Regions from separate parts of the Sus scrofa genome. Here region 1 is linked to region 2. Evidence: chromatin contacts called from public HiChIP or PLAC-seq data. All regions are on one chromosome and are shown on one strand. Each heading gives the region's core, a stretch centred on a gene start, on an enhancer-like site or on the middle of the called end of the contact. The rest is flanking DNA. Distances are from core to core; before and after follow the strand shown. Region 1 has its middle 83 kb from the start of MIR1343. Region 2 holds the start of CD44 (CD44 antigen).

Region 1 (5,305 bases), core at 2,640-5,139, 100 kb after region 2:
AGGTAAGGAAGTCCGCAAAAGAAAGCATTTCAAGGAGCAGAGGCTCAGCTGGGTTGAAAACAAAGTGGCAAGAAAAGTACCTCTTGAACTTCAAGGTCGTTGGTAACTTTGACCAAAGCGACTTCATTTAAGAAGTGGGGATGGAAGCCAGTCTAGAATGAGTTGGAGATGAAATGGAAGATGTGGAACAGAGTATGTGGGAGCTTTCCAAGAGTTTTGGATAAGAAGAATAGAACTGGAGAGGACAGTTAAGTTAATAAGGGATGGGAGTTTGTGTTGTTTTTTTACGATAAGTACTATTACATTATATTTATTTACCAATGGGAATAACATGGTAGAAATAATTAGAGATACAGGAGGGAAAGAATATGCTTAAAGAATCCTTGAGAGAATGAGAGGAGACAGGACAGAGGGGCCCTCGGGTAGATAAGACACTTTGTGCTTTGAAATAGGAGGCTAGAAGACAATGATGTCACATAGACAGGCTTGTAGTTTTTATGTTATCTTTGGGAAAAGAAGGTTATGCATGTCTGGTCACTTTTATTAGTGAAATTTGGGAGCGGGACCCCCTCCCCCCCGAGATAAGGAGAGGAAGAGAGTATGTTTTGAGTACAAATAATCTTGGAAACCTTGGAAACTGGGAATAGACTGCTATTAAAAAATGGTACAATTGCAAAATACCTTTTAAAACTTGTGATTATGAATTTTAAGTGAAACCAGTGAACTAAATTCTTTGGTTTTTCTCCCACGATGTCTAGTTTTTCTGAGAAGCATAGAGAAGACAGAAGGTAGAATGGTGAATTCATTAAGGAGTTAAGGTTGAGCCAGCTGAATAGGACAAAGGATAAGGCAAGAGAGTTGAGGATATTTGCAAGAGAGATTTTAAGAGTGAGCCACACACTCCAAGCTGGGATAAGCTGGGATGTGAATAAAGAAAAGAGCTGCTGTGTAGGAAGACAGCTCTGGGGAATTAAAGTTTTGGCTCTGAGATCAAGTATGACATCTCAGATAGAGGAGGGAGATGGAGAGTGGGAGCCAATGGCCAGAGACGGGGTTCTGACACCCAGGTTGCAGATGGAGCATCCTTTCCAGTGAGGACAGTGTCCAGGTACAAAACGATGAGTGGGTGATGGAGGTGGATTTGGAGGGGTGGCCATTGGTCATGAGGGATTCAAAGAACCAAGGGATTAGGAACTGTCCACCTGAAAGCTGTGTCACTGAGAATAACAACCACCTCTGACATAGCGAGGAAGGCAGATGTTTGAGTTCTCAGAAAACCAAGTTTGACCAGTAGGTTGAGCACTGAGGGCAGAAATACTGAGAAACAGAGGGAGGGAGGGAAGGAGAAAGAGGGTGGGGGGAGAGGGACCCTTCAACCCACAGTATGAGGGGATTGAGTGAACAGTCTCTGGACTCAGAGGTCCTAGTAGGATAACAAGTGAAGTTGAGAGAAGAGGTCACGCCACCATCAAGCTCCATGTATACACAGTAAAGTCTGTTACACAATATGAGGTCCAAGGCTGCATGGTCAAAACTTCTCACTCCCATCTCCCCACCCTCCAGCTTCAGTGCAGAGGGAGGATTTTCAAAAGTTTGGAGACTCAGAATAATCAGAGAGCAAGCTAATTAAGTGTCATGACTGGTTTAAACAAAAGCCCACACTGCGAGCCATTGTGGATTAGATGGAGTTGCTTTATGAAATCCATATTGTTTTTAGAATGGTCCCCCCAAACCTACTGCCACCAGCATACTTTTAAGTTTTGTTTTAAATACTCCAGACTCAAAACACCTTATAGGCATTGTCAGAAAAAAAGAAATTATTCAATCAACCCCATATTCTTTGTGGCCTTTTGTATTTGAGCTGCATCTGTACTTACTGTGAATACCCCTAAAGCTTTTCAGGGCAGTTGTCCAAGATAAGGGATAGCATTGTGATAACAGCTAATACTTATTGACTGCTGACTGCAACCCAGGCATTGTTCAAGCAATGTTCCTTTATTTTGCATTTAACAGGTTTTTATCCCATTTTACAAACTGGGAAAATGAGACACTGAAAAGATAAATGACGTGCCCAAGGTCACCAGTCATAAGGGGTAGAAATGAGAAAGTCTGGTAACCTTGTACTTTAACCATTTGGAATATATATGGAGCAAACATACACTGCATTTAATGTTCATTTGTTGTCCAGAGCAGACAGAACAATCGCACCAAGCTTGATCTCCAATCTGTTGCTCTAGTAGTTCCTATAAGTTGAAAGTGTTGGCAATCTCTCTGCTGTTCCCTCCACAGACCCTTCTCCTTGGCTTGCTCCTATTCTTCTGGAACCTTGTCTCTGCCTGCTCCCGAGCTTGGGTCTACTTTGACTTTGGCCCTTCATATTCGGCATATGGTCTTGGTCTCTTTCAAGTTCAACTCATGCTGAGACCTGCCCCCAGGCCCCTCTTGCCCTTTTTCTGACTCCTTCTCATCCTCACCCCATCATGAGCTGTCTCAGCAATTTGGTCAGGGTTGATGAGGTGCAAAGGTAAAGAAGGGACACAAGAAGGACAGAAAAGAAAAAATCTCAGTGCAGATTCACCCTCCAAGTCCTGAGCTCTGAGCTCACTATAAAAATTTCTGCATGAACCATAGAGAAACAGCTTGAGATGTGGCGTCACATTCTAAAGATTCTACATCTGGAAATATGCCATTGAATTATACTGCCTATGTCTTTTTTTTTTTTTTTTTTTTTTGTCTTTTTGCCTTTTCTAGGGCCGCTCCCGCGGCATATGGAGGTTCCCAGGCTAGGGGTCTAGTTGGAGCTAGAGCTACCAGCCACAGCCACAGCCACAGCCACGAGGGATCCAAGCCATGTTGCAACCTACACCACAGCTCACGGCAATGCTAGATCCTTAACCCACTGAGCAAGGCCAGGGATCGAACCCACAACCTCATGGTTCCTAGTCAGATTCGTTAACCACTGTGCCATGATGGGAACTCCTGAATTATATTGCCTACTTCTTTTAAGATGACCCCAATCACCGCCCCATCCCAGCTCAGTTTTAGTCAACTGACTCATAAACACAGGAAAATATTTTAATCTTGGAGGAAAAACTTAGGTATTTGTTGTGCATTAAAAATGTTAATCGGGGAATTGAAAAAATAGCGGGCTCTACCCATCTGTGTAACGCTCGCCTTTCTGAGCTGTGGTTGGTCTGTAAAGTGTGCTAATTAAACACTGGAGCTCTCAGGTCGCTTTCAGACCCTGCATTTGTGTCAGTGTAGCCTGTGTTTCAGAGGCTTTTGCTGTGTGCCTTGCAAGACTACTAATTGCCAGCACTGTCTACCGAATGACTTCCCAGCGTCACCAGGACATGCCCCACGAGTACATGGTCTGTCAGTTTCCACAGGTCTGATGACATGCCTTCTGTTCTAGGTCTGCCCTCTCTTTGCCCTCTCTATTGCTATTGCCTCTGGTGTTCGTTCTTAAGTTTCTGGTTCTGTGGGATGTAAAGTCTATGACCCATCAGCCATGGGATACGAATGTTCTCACGGTGCCAAGGCTCTTTTAGGATTTGTACACTCTAGTGTTGAGGGCTGAAGCAGGGCTGCCAAACCCCACCACCGGCATCTGAACCCTGAGAACACTTGCTAAGAGGTGTGGTCAAGTTACTGTGAAAACTTTAGCGGCACCATTCACACTCTGGACAGCACATCAGTCTCCGCTCTGTTTCTAAAAGGGTAACACGACTTGGCTGTACGCCAAAGACCCACAAAATATAGGACTGATCTAATCTGTCCTGGAAACCATTGAGACAAGCCCATTATCTGAGAAGCCAGGACAAGTTATAATTAGAAGCCCCGTGAGTCACAGCTCATGGGAGTCAGCTCAGAAGCTCTCACTCATAAAATGACACACAAGTTTGACGTCTGCTGAGGCTCATCCCAGGCGTCAGCATTCGGCCTCGTACAAGGACTGAGGGAATACATTAGAGACGAGTAATATTCATGGAGCCCCAGGATACTCATGCTGGGTGCAACCTCACTATGGAGACAGAGCATCAGACACAGGAAGTACAAAGTGATAAAAATTGTTACTAGAAAAAAAATTCCCTTTGCCACACACGGGTTCTCTTTAACTTTTCTTAAGGTGGTGCAGTTGCTAATTTAAGCCCTTCACATACTTTCCCAGCAGTGAACTGAATTTACTGTACATCCTTCCAGGCCCAGTGGATTCTGAAAGAACATTGGCTTTAAAATCCAAGCTTTCTTAGCTACTTGCTGGCTATGGAACCATGAATAAGACTGTCAAATCTTTCTAAATCTTAGCCCCCTTATGTATAAAACAAGGTTTTTTAATGAGGATTAAAAAAACACTATCTTTTAATGCAAAGCACCTGGCTCAGGATCCCACATACGACGGGTGTTCAATCAGTGTCAGGATCCTTCCTTCCCAGTAGAAATCGGCAGATGATACTAGCTTCATGTCTTGTGCCAGGCACAGAACACACCCTTCAAAGTGTTAATGCCATTTCAGCTCAGCAGACACCTCGTCTCAGGAAAGCCATTAGAAACCCCCAAAGTACTATATTTTTCTCCTGCTAAGTAGTTTTCTTCCCACAACTTCCCACCACTTTATATTAAGTGAGCCCAACAAATGAGTCACACTACTTACAGAAGCAAATTTGGGAGCCACACCCAAAACACAGGCATTTTGTCTTTTCACAAGAAGCTGTCAATACCACCAAAAAAAGAGGGCTTGGGGGGCCCACAGTTAGAAACCCCCAAACTCCCAGGCTACCTCTGAATTCATATGCAAACCCAAACCCTTAGTTCTTTTTTTTTTTTTTTTTTTTGGTGAATTTCTACGCACAGTATTAAGTGACAGTTGAGAATCACTGAACAATATTCAAAGTTCTGCTGAATGTTCTGCTTTGTAAGTGGGTGACGTGAGGGGTACTGGGGGATATATCAAGATAGCCCAATCACTTTTTAAATGGACAATGCCAAATTAAATTTAAAACAACATCCTACCGTTGGGCCTGTATTTACTTTTTGGTAGATTAGAAGGTGATTATTTACTTTCGGAAAACATTTAGCGTTGCATTTAACGTATGGTTTTGATTTTCATGAAAAATTTTAAGAATTTATCCATTGTATGAAAATACAATGATTGGCATAAAAGTTAAAAAAAAAAAAAAGATAAAGGAAGCCTGTCATTTGCCAAGGACATAAGGTGAAGAATAAATATGCACTTGAGATATACATACTCCAAGCCTATAGAAAACACAGGTGTACTGATGGGATTCTACTATTTGTGTAGAAA
Region 2 (5,773 bases), core at 291-2,790:
GCCATCACAAGGGTGAAATGAGATAACCCAAGTCAAGAATTCAGCACAGTGCCTGGCACAGCAAAAGTGCATAAGAAATAGTAGCTAGTGCAGTCATCCCTATTAATATTAATTATTATGATCGGTGATTACTTTTGTTCTGTTTGAGGAATCTACATCTTAGATCCCCACATGTCCTTCTAATGCACCCAACTAGGATTGTGTCTTTTACTTTCTTGGTACTCCCAGGGTTGTGTTTAATAAACACTTGCTGAGTGGAATTAACCATAGGTTGAGCTGTTCTAATGACCCAGCTGGCACTTCTTAAAAGAAAAATAATTAATTTTTCTAGCGATAACCAAATCAGCCATGTAATTATCTGTACCTCTATAGACAAAAGAAAGGAATGCTTGGAGTTCAGCCTCACCAATACATCACACACAGCCTCTCCCCCCAACAGCCACTGAAGGGCATGGAGCCTATTGGGATGGGATATTGGCAGCCCCAGATCCAGGATTCCTGATGCCACCCTGGTGCCCAGGTTCCCCCATCCTGCCTAGAGGCTGCCAGGCAGGGAATACGAGCCACATCGCTGCTGGCTGGATTTCCCCTAACTGATCGGCAGAAGCAGGAGGTTGCCAGGACCTAGCAGCTGGCCCAGTCAGTGCCTCTCCTATTCACACTCCCTGACCCAGGCTGGCACCTCGTGGAGACCCAGAACCTTGCCACAGTGCTGGTTCAGGTTCCCACAGTGTTAAGATCCTTAGTGACTGGAGCCAACTGTAAGAGCCTTGGAACCCAGGACCCCTTTCTAGAAAGCTCATGGCCACCAGCCCTCACACATAGCCACTGTGCCCACCTCTATGGCCACCTCGCCAACAGCCCTGCCTCTGCCCTAGCCCCTGTCCCTGCCCTGCCCAGCTCTGCCCGGCCACAGCCCAGCCGGGCTTCCAGCGCCCTTGGGCACCAGAGCCTGTTAGTCCAGACGCGCGGGCTGTGCGCGCCCAGGAATACAGTTACTTTCTGCCTTGTGCTTCTAGGGCTCCAACAACCTCACCCAAAACTGCGCGCCACCGCCGGCAGCCTGCCCAGCAAACTTTTCTTCGTTCTTTCTCTTTTCAACAAAACGGTGCTTTCCACCAACAGGCTCTCCACCAGCTTAGCGCAAATCCGTGCCCGGCTCTCCTTCCCCAAATCCCAGCCGCTCGCCGCCCACTTGACTCAGGTGCCCCAGGGCCAACTCAACCCGCGCGACTGCCGGCGGGTCCCGGCCACTCCTGTCACTCCCTCCCACCGCCTCGGCAGGCACTCACCGATCTGCGCCAGGCTCAGCTGCACGAGGCAGAGTCCCCAAGCTGCGCGCCACCAAAAGGTGTCCATGGCGTCGGAACGACGGAGAGAGTGAGCGGGTGACATGGAAGGGCCGGGGCGCTGGGCGGGGGCCGGCAGAGCACTGGACGAGCAGGGCGCCAGAACCTGTCCGAGGCTGGGGTCCGGCTGGCAGTGAGGGCGCCTGGGAAGTTGGGTGCAGTTTTTATTCGAGGGTTGAGTGAGTGACCTAAGAGGGAGGGAGCGAGCGGAGGACACACCCAAGCGAGGGGGCTGTGACTAAGCAGCCGGCAGAAGTTTAAAGACGTACCGGCTCTCCTTGGCGCTGGCCTCGCTGCCCCCGCCCCCTTCTCCACGGAGATGGTAACACCGGGTGCCAAAGCGGGTGCCCCGGGGGGCCGCGGGGTTCCATCGTACCGGGAGGCACCGGCTTTCCGCTCCAGAGGCGACTGGGAGCCCAGCCTTTGGACGCAGCAGGGAATGACTGAGTCGTAAAACTTCAGCCCTTTGGGATCAGCCTCTGGCTTCTCCTCTTTACTGTTTCTCTTTGCATCTGGCTGGGGAGCTCTTCTCCCTGGGTTTTCAGAGGCAGCTGGATATTCTGGGAGAAGAGCTGGGACAGAGCCAGGTCCTGCCCTGGAGAGTGGTGCTTCCCTGCCCATGATGGGGAGCTTGTGATTCTTCCCAGGGAAGAGAGGAAGTGCACATTCTTCTTCCCTCGAAGGAGAAGGAAGTTCACAGCCTCAGGTGGATTTTTGATTCTTATCAGGACCACTCAGAGAAGGCTAATGATAACCAGCCACTGACCCACCTGTTATCATCCAGCCTCAGGCTGGCACCTGGAACCATCCACCCATTCATCCACGCACTCACTCACACACTCATTCATCCTCCCAAGTATCCTTCCATCCACTGATTCATCTCTCTACCCATCTTACCTTACCTCCCTCCAGGGCTCGTGCATCTGTCCATCCAGTAGACACTCACAGCCATCCATCCTTCTTTCCATGCATTTATCTAACCACATATCCTTCCAACCACCCTCTCATCCAGCTTCTCATCCAGCTGTCCTTAATCTTTTCATATTTCTTTGTTTTTTTTTTTTGTTTTTTTTTTTTTTTTTTTTTGTCTTTTTGCTATTTCTTGAGCCACTCCCGCGGCATATGGAGGTTCCCAGGCTAGGGGTCCAATCAGAGCTGTAGCCACCGGCCTACACCACAGCCACAGCAACGCAGGATCTGAGCCGCGTCTGCGACCTACACCACAGCTCACGGCAACGCCGGATCGTTAACCCACTGAGCAAGGGCAGGGACCGAACCTGCAACCTTATGGTTCCTAGTCGGATTCTTTAACCACTGCACCACTACGGGAACTCCTCATATTTCTTTGTAAATCCACATCCATCTATACACTGTCCTCGTCTCCTTCCATCCACCCGTATATCTCATCATACATGTATCCATCCATTATTCGCCCATCCACCCATCCATCCTCCACATATCCATTCACCATTTTATCCACCCTCTCACCCACCCATGCGTCTATCCCTTCTTTCTTGCTGCCATGTATATTCCTATCTATGCAAGGGTTAATCCACTTTCCTCCATCTAGGCTACCCAACAAATCTCGAAAGGAGGAGGAAATTGTCATATTCTTCAGGGGAGGCATAAACCCTACCTTATATCACACTGTCATATCTATCCGTAATATACTGTGATTTAATATGTGAAATGCAGAAGCAGTATTTGTTGCTCATGTGGACTACTGAAAGTAAATCTTAATGGAATTCTTGCCTGGTGAGACATACAGAAAATGACAGTGGTTACCAGTGATTCTGACAAAAAAGACCCTGAAGGAGCTGTGCCAGAATTTCTGAGGGAAAGTAATTACCTTTTGATTGTGGAGAGCAGTTTGGAATGACTTGAACATTTGATCAGAGGAAGAGGTTGAGGGGGGCCAGCAAGACATGAGAATTAGTGGGGTGAGCCATTTCTAAGTTTTACTGGGAAGATCGAGCTTGATTCCTAAGAAATAGGGAGCTAATATAAGCTTATTATTATTGTTGTACTAAAATAGACATAACATGAAATTTGACATGCTAGTCATTAGGTAGCGTTTAGTACAGGCACAAAATTACGCAGCCATCAGCAAGCACTGTTTTAGTTCAGGCTGCCGTAACAAAATACTATAGATTAGGTGGCTTAAAGAACAGAAATTTATTTCTCACAGTTCTGGAGGCTGAGAAGTCCAAGATCAGGGTGCCAGGATGGTACAGTTCTGGTGAGAACACTCTGGTTTGCAGGCGGTCATCTTGTCAGTTTTCTCCTAGCCTCGCAGGGGGGCGGGGGGTGGGGGCAGAGAGAGAGGGAGCTTGAGGAGGACAAGCTCTTTTGTGTGTCTCTTCTTATAAAGGCACTAATCCCATTCATGAGGGCTCCACCCATATGACCTAATTACCTCTTAAAGGCCCCACCTCCTAATACCATCACACTGGGGTTAAGATTTCAACGTAAGAATCTATGGGGGGGGGGGGTGTTCCCTTCCTGGCACAGCAGAAACGAATCCGACTGGGAACCATGAGGTTGTGGGTTCGATCCCTGGCCTCACTCAGTGGGTTAAGGATCCAGCATTGCCATGAGCTGTGGTGTAGGTCACGGAGGCAGCTCGGATCCTGCCTTGCTGTGGCCCTGACAGGCTGGCAGCCATAGCTCCAATTGGACCCCTAGTCTGGGAACTTCCATATGCCACAGGTGCAGCCCTAAAAAGCAAAAAAAAAGCAAACATCTAGCTAATAAACACTATCTAGTTCAGGGTAAGGTTTTGAGCTGGGGAGAGCCTCCTTGACTACAGGCTACTCCTCTTGCATTCTCAGGGAGAAGGTTTGGGGGCCGAAAAATCACTGGACCTACTACTCCCCAAACACTCAAACCACTCATAGGGTGGCCCATCTGAAAGGAAGAGGGTGCCTCTGAGCCCCACCTGCCCAGCAGGCACGTTGAAAAATGCTGCCTGGGAGTTCCCTTCGTGGCTCAGCAGTTAATGAACCCAACTAGGATCCATGAAGATGTGGGTTCAATCACTGGCCTTGCTCAGTGGGTTAAGGACCTGGCGTTGCCATGAGCTATTAGGTCGCAGACCCAGCTCAGATCCGGTGTTGTTGTGGCTGTGGTGTAGGCCAGCATGGCAGCTGTAGCTCTGATTTGACCCCTAGCCTGGGGACCTCCATATGCCTTGGGTGCAGCCCTAAAAATAAAATAAATAAATAAATAAAAATAAAAAAAGAAAGAAAAGAAAAAGAAAAATGCTGCCTATAGCAGCAGAATTGGTCATGCTGCTGTCTCTGACCAAGAGGACTCTCTCCTGAAACATCTGAGCACCAACTAGCTCCCAGGTTGATCTTCAGGCTCTGACCACCTGAGAAACCAGCCCTGGTGAGTTCCATGGAAAGAACACTAGACAAGAATGGCCTTGGCCACCTCATGTCACTTACAGGGCTTTCAGCTTTCTTTTTTCTTTTCTTTCTTTTTTTTTTTTTTTTCTTTTTTTCTTTTTTTTTTTTGGAGGAGGAAGAAAGATGGGTTGGGTATTTATGTTCACTAGAAACCCTAGAAACAATGTTTGTCTTTCTGTTTCATGGAACTAGACAGTTCCTTGGAGCCCCCACTCCCACCCCCTCAGAAACAGACCACAGAGGTCAGAGCAAAGGCTTAGATACATTTAGACAATGGAATGTTACTTGGTCATAAAAAAAAAAAAAAAAGAAGGAAATAATGCCATTTGCAGCAACATGGGTACAATTAGAAATTATCATAGTAACTGAAATTAGTCAGACAGTGAAAGGCAACCATGTATGATATCACTTATCTATGGGATCTAAAAAAAGGATACAAATGAACTTATCTGCAGAGCAGAAACAGACTTGGAAAAACTTAGGGCTACCAAAGGGGACAGGTGGAAAGTGGAAGATAGCCTGGGGGTTTGCGACTGGGATGTGCACCCTGAGGTGTGTGGGATGATTGGGCAATGGAGACCTGCTGTATGGCACAGAGAACGCCACCCAAAATTCTGTGATGATCTATGTGGGAAAAGAATCTGAGAGAGAATGAATATGTGCTTATGTATAACTGAATCTATTTGTCGTACAGCAGAGATTATCACAAGCTTGTAAATCGACTGTACTTCAATAAACTCTCAAAAGAAATGTTTTTAAAAAAGGCTCAGATGGACTCTCTTCCCCCACCCATGACTGTGCCCATCTCAGCCACAGAAGCCCCACTTGCATCAATTTTAGACTACTGAGTGAGATTTCATTTTGACAAAGGATTTTACTTTTGAAAAAAAATGTAGAAAAACCATTAGACTAGGTCATCTTGAACCCTGGCCCCTTCTGCACTTGGGCCGTAAACAATCCCGTGAGTAAAGAAAAGGGTGTGAAAGTGTTCTGCAAACTGTAGAGGGGCATGCA

Evidence for each region. HiChIP or PLAC-seq counts read pairs in DNA pulled down with a chosen protein or histone mark.
Region 1: an H3K27ac HiChIP or PLAC-seq map of alveolar macrophages shows a contact between it and region 2. The contact joins the enhancer-like site here to the promoter of CD44 in region 2. A contact is called at or near these places in 5 of 47 Hi-C or Micro-C datasets (embryonic fibroblasts, fibroblasts, heart right ventricle and 1 more) and 2 of 2 datasets of contacts at active chromatin or transcription factors (alveolar macrophages and skeletal muscle).

Annotation. Positions count from the first base shown.
Region 1 is chr2:25,980,947-25,986,251 of Sscrofa11.1, forward strand. No RefSeq gene overlaps it. Among named protein-coding and RNA genes, the nearest start is that of MIR1343, 83 kb to the right of the region's middle. Within about 2 kb of position 3,890, at least 18 of the 83 cell types and tissues checked have an H3K27ac peak or open chromatin away from gene starts, as enhancers often do. A contact at or near this core is called in alveolar macrophages and skeletal muscle, where this site is marked.
Region 2 is chr2:25,882,669-25,888,441 of Sscrofa11.1, forward strand. It overlaps CD44 (CD44 antigen), which reads right to left and starts at 1,541. Exons shown (of 14, transcript XM_013994425.2): 1 at 1,293-1,541. The coding sequence starts at 1,395.